Regions from separate parts of the Sus scrofa genome. Here all the other regions are linked to region 3. A link is a contact called in public HiChIP or PLAC-seq data. All regions are on one chromosome and are shown on one strand. Each heading gives the region's core, a stretch centred on a gene start, on an enhancer-like site or on the middle of the called end of the contact. The rest is flanking DNA. Distances are from core to core; before and after follow the strand shown. Region 1 has its middle 47 kb from the start of JAK1. Region 2 has its middle 29 kb from the start of MIR101-2. Region 3 overlaps JAK1 (Janus kinase 1).

Region 1 (3,088 bases), core at 437-2,936, 170 kb before region 3:
CAGCAATGCCCAATCCTTAACCCACTGAGGGAGCTCAGGGATCAAACCCACATCCTCATGGATAGTAGTCAGGTTCTTAACCCGCTGTGTCATAATGGGAATTCCCTCCAGGTCACTTTTTATAATTTCCAGTATCCTGAGAATATTTCCAGGCTTGTCTGTGCTTCATTGTTTTTCATTATGTGATGCTCATTGACCTTAAAAAATTATTTATGTAAGTTCACTGAGGCACAAAATATTGAATATAGTTCCTTGAGCTCTACAGAGGTCTTTGTTGGTTATCTGTTTTACATCTAGTAGTGTGTATATGTTAATCCCAAACTTCTAATGTAGAAAATGTAGGCTTTGAGTTCCCAGTATCTACTGGTGAATTTCCTTTTTTACTTGACTCTTTAGGAAGATAGATGCTCACAGTGGCTGGATTAAAAAATTCCCTTCAGTACTCCGTAAACCTTAGATTTTTACCAATCTCATTAGTGCTCTGATACTTTTAATGTAGCTTTATTATTTTAATGATTTTTTAGTATTTGATACTCTTTATATTCAATCCAGCATTCTCAGGTGTCCGTTTCTCTAATCAAGTGGCCAGGGTGAGCTGCGCTGTGGACTGGCTCTTGGACTCGTGTCCTCTGAGGTCTCACAGGTGCTCTCTCTGCTTTTCTGCTTTTCTTTTCTTTTTCTTTCTTTCTTTCTTTTTTTGCCTTTTCTAGGGCTGCTTCCGTGGCATATGGAGGTTCCCAGGCCAGGGGTCTAATCGGAGCTGTAGCCACCGGCCTACACCAGAGCCACAGCAACGCGGGATCCGAGCCACGTCTGCAACCTACACCACAGCTCACAGCAACGCCGGATGGTTAACCCACTAAGCAAGGCCAGGAACCAAACCCGCAACCTCATGGTTCCTGGTCAGATTCGTTAACCACTGCACCACGACGAGAACTCCCCATATTTCCCTACACTATAAAAGAAACTCTATGATCTAGGCTGCCGGTTTAACTCTTGATATGTCAATGGTAGGAAAAGGAATGTGGAAAAATCTCTTCTCTCTCGTGCATGTGTTTGTTTTTCTCTAAATAACTGTTTTGATCAAAATACTACTTTTGATGTCAAAAGCTGATTTTTGGCCCTTTTAAAAATTAATTCCTTAGGCAAATAGATGCTTCAGGCCAATCCCAGAATAGGTCACATTCATGAAAATGCAAAAGAGAAAAAAAGCATATTAATATGTTCCATAAATATCCAAGTTACACATATATACAGATACTATTTTTTAATACAAAGCATTTGTGTTAATCATCTATGGTCATGTTATAAATGACACCAATGTTTAGTGGCTTAAAACAAGGAATACTTATTATTTTACAGTTTCTATAGGTCCTGAATTTTGGAAGCAGCTTAACTTCGTGTTTCTGGCTCAGGGCCTTTCAGGAGATTACAAACCTGATGATTACAAACCTCTCTCAGATGAGAGCTGCAATCATCTGAAGGCTTGACTGAGGCAGAGGATCCACTTCCAAGTTCACTCGCATAGATATTAGCTGGAGGGCCCAGTTCCTTGCTGGCTGTTGGCCAGAGGCCTCTGTTTCTCACCATGGGTTTTTCCTCTTGACATGACAGCTGGTTGCCTCAGAGCGAGTAATCAGAGAGAGAGGGAGAGGGAGAGCAGGAAGTTATCATGCATATTAAGTCTTCGTCTCTGAAGTCACACGCTGCCACTTTTGCTCTATTCTAATCATTAGAAATGAGTCACTACGTCCAGCTCATACCCAAGGGAAGAAGAATTAGGCTTCACCTTTTAAAGGCAGTGACAAAGACAGTGTGGAAATTATAAACCACCACAGCATTAAAATCATTTATTGCCCACTTCCTAGGCCAGGGTGCAAAAATCAACAAAACAAATTTTTTTTTCCTTGTATAATGGAGCTGAGCATCTAGTGGATACATGAACCTGAAATAGGCCATCACAGGCCCTCGTCTTCTCCCATGTGACATGGGGGAAAATAGGTGCTTGGGGCACAGGAGTCTATACATGTGAAAATGCTTTGGGGTCAGTGTAGTTGAGCAAAAGCGATCAAGAGCTGAGAGTCAAGAGCCAGAAGGCCTACATTCACATCCCAGCCCTGCTACTTACTGGCCAGGTGACCACAGGTCATTAAGTTATCTTCTCTGTGCCTCAGTTTCCTTCTCTGTAAGATGGGAGAGTAACAGTACCTGATTCATTGGGTCCTTGTGAGGATTAAATGCGTTAACATTTGGAAAAGGCTTAGAAGGTGCCTGGAACATAGCAAGGTTTAGTTACCACGGTTGTGAACTGCAAGCTGCCTCAGAAATGAAAGGAATTATTATTCTAACTTCTGAGATAGGTGTATATCCTTACACCTATCTTCCTGAAAATGAACTTTTTTTTTTTTTTTTTAAAGATTTAATGTGTGGTGATACCTTGGTACTTTTTTAAAGCATACAAAGTGCAGTAAAACGTGAGTATCACTCTTCACCTCCACCCCCGCCCACTCGTCAATCCCACTTCCTTCCCCAGAGGAAACCACTTTAACAGTTTCATGAATGTTCTTTCAGAAATTTTTCTATTTAAAAGCTGGGTATTTTTAAAATACTTTAAAATAGATGGGCCCCTACATATCTGGTACTGGCTTTTTTCTGTTCATATTTTTATGGTTAATAATTTAATACATCTTGTCATGTGAGTGGCTTTACATCATTCTTTTTAATAATGATAGTAAATGTAGGATAGATATACCATCAATTCTTTAACGATTCTTCTATGGATGGGCATCCATATTGTTTCCAATTTTTTATTGTTATAATCAGCTGTATAATAGGCATAAACATTTAAGTGGACTTTCCAACCTTCAAAGGCTGTGAATATATGTTTCTGATTAAGACCCGCTACACTCATTGAGCCCAGACAGCTGTGGGTGACCACTGAGTGGTCTGTGGGTCCCATAGGGGCAGCTTCCTAGTTTCCTACCTTGACCCCAGTTGTTTGGACCAGGAGTTGGCACCAGCCTCTAATCCTCGTCTTTCCTCCTAGAACTTGGAATTGGGACCACAAGCAAGAGTGACTCTTTTTTTT
Region 2 (2,922 bases), core at 381-2,880, 190 kb before region 3:
GCGTTGCCGTGAGCTGTGGTGTAGGTCGAAGACGCGGCTCGGATCCCGTGTTGCTGTGGCTCTGGCGTAGGCTGGTGGCTACAGCTCCGATTCGATCCCTAGCCCAGGAACCTCCATATGCCATGGCAGCGGCCTAAGAAATGGCAAAAAGACAAAAAAAAAAAAAAAAAAAAAGCTACATGAAAAAAATGCTCAACATCACTGATTATTTGAGAAATGCAAATCAAAACTACTATGAGGTACCACCTCACACCGGTCAGAATGGCCATCATTAGTAAGTCCACAAATAACAAATGCTGGAGAGGATGTGGAGAAAAGGAAACCCTCCTACACTGTTGGTAGGAATGTAAATTGGTACAACCACTGTGGAAAACAGTATGGAGGTACCTTAGAAAACTATACATGGAACTACCATATGCCCCAACAATCCCACTCTTGGGCATATATCCAGACAAAACGTTCCTTGAAAAAGACACAGGCACCCACATGTTCATTGCAGCACTAATCACAAGAGCCAAGACATGGAAAGAACCTAAATGTCCATCGACAGATGAATGGATTAGGAAGATGTAGGATGTATACACAACGAAATACTACTCAGCCATAAAAAAGAACGCCATAATGCCATTTGCAGCAACATGGATGGAACTAGAGACTCTCATACTAAGTGAAGTAAGTCAGAAAGAGAAAGACAAATACCGTATGATATCATTTATATCTGGAATCTAATATATGGCACAAGTGAACCTTTCCACAGAAAAGAAAAAATCATGGACTTGGAGAGCAGATCTGTGGTTGCCAAGGGGGAAGGGAAGGGAGTGGGATGGACTGGGAATTTGGGGTTAACAGATGCAAACTATTGCCTTTGGAATAGATTAGCAATGAGATCCTGCTGTGTAGCACTGGCAACTAGGTCTGGTCACTTGTGATGGAGCATAATGGGAGAAAAAGGAATGTATATGTGTATGTGTGATTGGGTCACCTTGCTGTACAGTAGAAAATTGACAGAACACTGTAAACCGCTGTAAGGGAAAAAAATAAAAATCATTAAAAAAAAAAAAAAAAAAAAAAGCATGTTGACTCCGCCAGGTACAGCAAGGGGTTATTCCTTTTCGTCAGCATCTTATTCCCAGTGTTCTCGCAGCTATTCTGCCTAACAGCTTTAAAGGGGGTGGGGGTGGGGTTAAATAGTCAATATATTCAAATCACCAGTTTTTTTCCAAACTAGCTTGAGAGTTTTTTCCCATTTATTTTGACTCCATGGGGCTCTGATATATTGGCATGTGGCACAGCTTTTTTTTTTTTTTGCTTTTTAGGGCCCCTTCCAAGGCATATGGAGATTCCCAGGCTAGGGGTTGAATCGGAGTTGTTGCTGCTGGCCTACACCACAGCTGCCACAACGCCGGATCCTTAACCCACTGAGCGAGGCCAGGGATCCATCTTGCGTCCTCATGGATGCTAATCAGATCCATGAACTGCTGAGCCACGACGGGAACTCCTGGCCCAGCTTTGGGCGTGGCATCACCTGTTCTAGACACCAAGGGGAGAAGTTCTGCTGGAGGACAGGAGGTCAGTCTCCACTTTGGCTGTTTTCCCCATGACCCTCTTGCTGTGTTTTGCATTTGCACATGTTTCCCCTCCAGGGCTCTTCCCTTTTCTCCTCTGTGTATGTGTGCCTGCTTTGTTCCCCTGGGACGTTGGTAACAATGTTCTACCCAGAGAGAAGCTTGTGGGTCGATAGTGCTCCAAGAAGAAATTTCCAAGTATTTGCCAGTGAGAGGAAGCAGAGGCTGTGATCAGAGCGACTGTGCTTTCGGAGCAGCGTCTACTATAGTGAGTGATAAAGGAAATATCAAGGAGAAAAACAGAAGCAATAGTTTTGACCCCAACAGAGAGAATGAGACCTAAGGGCAAGAAATGGCAGACATTACGTAAGGGAGAACTTCCTTATCAGCCAACCAAAGAGACGAGAAACTTTGGCACTTCTGTCCTCAGAGGTGTTCGAACAGAAGATGGGCAGCCTCTATGCTGGAGGGCAGAGAACCCATCACTAAAGGTGTTCAGAATCTGAAAACATGGAATACTATATTAGATGACTGCTAAAAGTATCTCCAGTTCTGAGACTTGATAATTCTATGAAGTGTTCTAAGAAAGGGGGTTTTAAGAGCCCTCAAGCTTTTCAAAAATGTGATGCAATTCTTGAACAATATAGAACATATATACACACTCATTCACACACTCACACACACACACACACCACTCTTTCCTGCACTTACAGCTTTTGATATATTTCCCTATTGTAATTATTCCCTTTATATACAGTTTTTCTGTTGATGCATTTTCATGATTCCATAATATTCTGTCGAAAGGATATAGTATAATTTATTATTCCCTAGTTATCCGGTGGCTCCATTCTTTCCAGTGTTTATTATAAGGAGCAATGCTCTAGATATTTTTGCATACGTGGCTTCTTTTCCCTCTTGAAATACTTTATTAGAATAATTAGAGCTCATTAGGTTGCAAATTACACAGCTCACTGGAGCAGCCTAAGTAAAAGAGGTTCGTTGATAAGCATACGGAACAATCACAAAGATGCAAAGTTCAAGGCACACATAGGAACTGGAAAGATGTCCAGACACCCATTTCGCCTCCCTGGCCTCTTGTTTTCTGTATTTTTATTTTGAAAACTTTTTGGCCATGCCGGCAGCATGCAAAAGTTCCCCAGCCAGGAACTGAACCCACACCCCAGTAGTGACAATGCTAGATCCTTAACCCTCAGAGCTACAAGGAAACTCTTCTAGTTTTCTTTAGGCTGTCTTTCTTTGTCTGCTCCTGGTTTCCTCTTCCATTATAACTCTGACTCCCAGGAGCCTTTGACTTGCTTTGAAGTCAGAAACCTCAGGCTTTTATCAGATGAGTCCA
Region 3 (2,909 bases), core at 101-2,600:
GCGCCTGGAGGGCAGGAGTCAAGTACTTATTAAATATTTGTTGAATGCCCAGGTACGTATTCAGCAAGCCCCACAGGGGACTGCGACCTTAGACCTTTGCTCTTCTGCTCAGACTTCTCCACTCTCTTCCACAGAAATCTCCAATTTGCTGGTGGCCACCAAGAAAGCCCAGGAGTGGCAGCCCGTCTACACCATGAGCCAGCTGAGTTTCGATCGGATCCTTAAGAATGACATTATGCAAGTGAGTCGTCTCTGCAGTTCCTGGGTCCAGCCCTGGTTTTGCCTCCCCACACCCAGCAGAGCAGCCTGGGGGATGTGGGGAGGGGGAAGGCGGGTTTGGGAAGATCCTGGTGGGAAGGGAGCAAGAAGTCCTCCCTTTCATAGGTAAAGCCGGTCAGCCAGTGCCCTGCTGTCCAGCCTGGCCTTGCTGACACACCCTAGAAACTCCCTCCGTGAAGGAGCTGGACTCCGAGCTTTGTGGGACACCTCGGGTTAGAGGGGCCGCTATTCCAGGTCTTCTGCAGGTAGAAGTTGGAGGACTTGCTGGGAATGCTGACAGGTCTCCACAGGGGAGTGTGGGCTTTCGACCCTCAGTGCCCCAAAATGTACTGTGTGAAAAGCACTTCTGAATTTCCGTCCTGGGCTTTCTGCTGACGTGCACAGCTGGGAGCACACAGAGCACAGTGAGGGAGCAGTTGTTGTATGCTTTAGACCTTCTGGAGAAGCGTCTCGAGACACACATCCTGCAGATCATTGTCCCAGCCTTGGGAGGCTTTGGCCCAGAATGTGCAGCCTGAGGCAGGTCCCATTTCCCTTGGAGCTGCCTCGGGCCTTGGCCAGGGCGTGAGGCCCAGGGAAGCCCCACTTTCCACTCTGCGCCCCCTTCCACAGAACCACGTGGGGGCGAGGTGAATCGTGGGCTCACCGGCCTCAAGGAGCTTGGGGGAAGGTGGCAGGCATCAGGCTGGTTGGTTTACTTTTTGTAGTTGGTCCCTGAAGTTGTTGGAGAGCTCTGAGGGAGCGTGAGTCCACGGCTCACTTCGCTTCTGTAAATGCTTCTCTGAGGCCCATCTTCCGGTCCCATCCCTCGGGGGTGTCGGAGCTGTATCTGGAGAGGAAAATCGCCGGGTGGGCCGTACCCCAGCCTCTTTTCTGCCTGCAACTTGCCGTGTGCTTAGGGTCTTCCTCTGTTCCTCCTCTCGAGCGTCGGGGTGGATCACCATCCTCTGCGCTCCCCGTGTTCATGGGCCAACGTGATTGAGCACTTCCCCGTGCCAGGCACGACTGCCAGTCCTGGCCGGCTCTCGTCTGTCTTACGTAACCAAGAGATGCGTCCTAAGGAGGAAGTAGGGCAGGATGTGGGCCTGTCAGAGCCGGTTTAGCCTTGGGAGGACAGAGGTGGCTTCCTGGGGGGAGTGGCCTCAAAGCAGAGTCCCAGTGGGTGAACCAGCACGGGCGCAGGCAGATGCGTGGAGCTAGGCCGAAGTGGGACATGCGGGGGCCTCTGGGTTGCCGTGGAATTCTAACAGCCTGATGCCATGACTTGGCCCCTGGATCAAGCCACCCTTTGGGGGACGAGTCATTATTCTGAAAGCATATGACTTTTACATGATGTTCTGGGAACACAACGTCCCATAACCTTGACGAATCGCTTCATGACAGATGCAGCTTTAATGAATAGTTATAAGACTTTGCCAGGATACAGTAGGCAGGGTGGATGTCTCACCAGTTTCTGCTGTGACAGATGACACATGGTGGTGTTTGTGCACATTAATAGCCCTGATTAATAATTGTGTACATTCCTGCAGGGGACAGGAATCAGCCTGCGGAGGCAGCCACAATGCATTTTTCTGCATTTGTAGGGGGTCCTGGGATAATAGAATAGTAGAACTCCAATTTGTAAGTTGACATGCGTTAATGTCAACAGCTTGACCATGCCTCAGTTTCATGAATCGCATTTTGATTTCCAAACATTGAGAGTTGTTTAAATCAGAATTATTAAAGCTTAAGCTGGAAGGGCCTTAGAGACGGATCAGGAAACGTTCAGGGCCTCAAGCAGATGATCTCCCTTGTCCTCATACTGCTCATTTGGTTTTATTATCGTTTTTCATATGTGGGGAAACGGAGGCCTCGCCCTCCAGTCTCTGCCTGTCTCCACATCACCTTCCCCTGTGGGCTCGCTCGGGCAAATGCATGTGTAAATAGCTTCCCTAGGTTTAAACCGTGCACTCCTGCATCCATGCATCCGAGAGATGGGTGGAAAATGAATAGTTGGGTAGGAGAGGGTGCCCAGACAAAACAGATTGGCTTTTACCAAACGCTGTGTGCCTGGATTGGTCCCAGGAGCTTTTCTGCCTGGTTCCTCCTTTGACTCTTACAGCAGTCCTCTGAGGCCGGTACATTGTTAACCCATTTTCAGAAAGTGGGCGCAGACCGAGTGGGATGAGAGAAGGTCTCCAGGTTAAAAGGCCAGAGCAAGCAGCAGTGCTGGCCCTCACGAGCCGGCTGTCTTTGTACCCCAGCCTGTGTGAGGGGGAGCCTTCTGTGGGCTCCTCGCTGAGTCTCCTCTGGAGGCCTAGGGTGAGGCTGATACTGAAGGTTGAGGTTTGGTGAAGGGTCAGGATCATGTTTGGCCCCAGGCCGTTCCTCGAGGTAGCAAGCAGGTTGCCGTTTAGAGACTATGAGACCGTCTCCTGGGGCCTGGCACGGTGCCACAGCTGCGTTTGGCCAAGTAGCTTTTTGTTTCATCTGGAGGCCCGACAAGACCAGGCACTGGAGCGGCGTGAGCTGTTGGGGCCCTTTTGCCGTTACCCCACCCCCGCCTGTCTTGTGTGGTCCCCTGAAGGACCGTTCCGGGCTCTGGCATCACGGCAGCCCCAGAGGGAGGTCACCCTAACCCCTTGCTTCCT

The links. HiChIP or PLAC-seq counts read pairs in DNA pulled down with a chosen protein or histone mark.
Region 1: a contact with region 3 is called in an H3K27ac HiChIP or PLAC-seq map of alveolar macrophages. The contact joins two enhancer-like sites. A contact is called at or near these places in 2 of 2 datasets of contacts at active chromatin or transcription factors (alveolar macrophages and skeletal muscle).
Region 2: a contact with region 3 is called in an H3K27ac HiChIP or PLAC-seq map of alveolar macrophages. The contact joins two enhancer-like sites. A contact is called at or near these places in 1 of 47 Hi-C or Micro-C datasets (epiblast stem cells) and 1 of 2 datasets of contacts at active chromatin or transcription factors (alveolar macrophages).

What each region holds. Positions count from the first base shown.
Region 1 is chr6:147,380,940-147,384,027 of Sscrofa11.1, forward strand. It overlaps a transcript of JAK1 not described here. Among named protein-coding and RNA genes, the nearest start is that of JAK1, 47 kb to the right of the region's middle. Within about 2 kb of position 1,687, at least 10 of the 83 cell types and tissues checked have an H3K27ac peak or open chromatin away from gene starts, as enhancers often do. A contact at or near this core is called in alveolar macrophages, where this site is marked.
Region 2 is chr6:147,358,796-147,361,717 of Sscrofa11.1, forward strand. It overlaps a transcript of JAK1 not described here. Among named protein-coding and RNA genes, the nearest start is that of MIR101-2, 29 kb to the left of the region's middle. Within about 2 kb of position 1,631, at least 1 of the 83 cell types and tissues checked has an H3K27ac peak or open chromatin away from gene starts, as enhancers often do. A contact at or near this core is called in alveolar macrophages, where this site is marked.
Region 3 is chr6:147,549,096-147,552,004 of Sscrofa11.1, forward strand. It overlaps JAK1 (Janus kinase 1), which reads left to right. Exons shown (of 25, transcript NM_214114.1): 12 at 135-241. Among named protein-coding and RNA genes, the nearest start is that of JAK1, 120 kb to the left of the region's middle. Within about 2 kb of position 1,351, at least 22 of the 83 cell types and tissues checked have an H3K27ac peak or open chromatin away from gene starts, as enhancers often do. A contact at or near this core is called in alveolar macrophages, where this site is marked.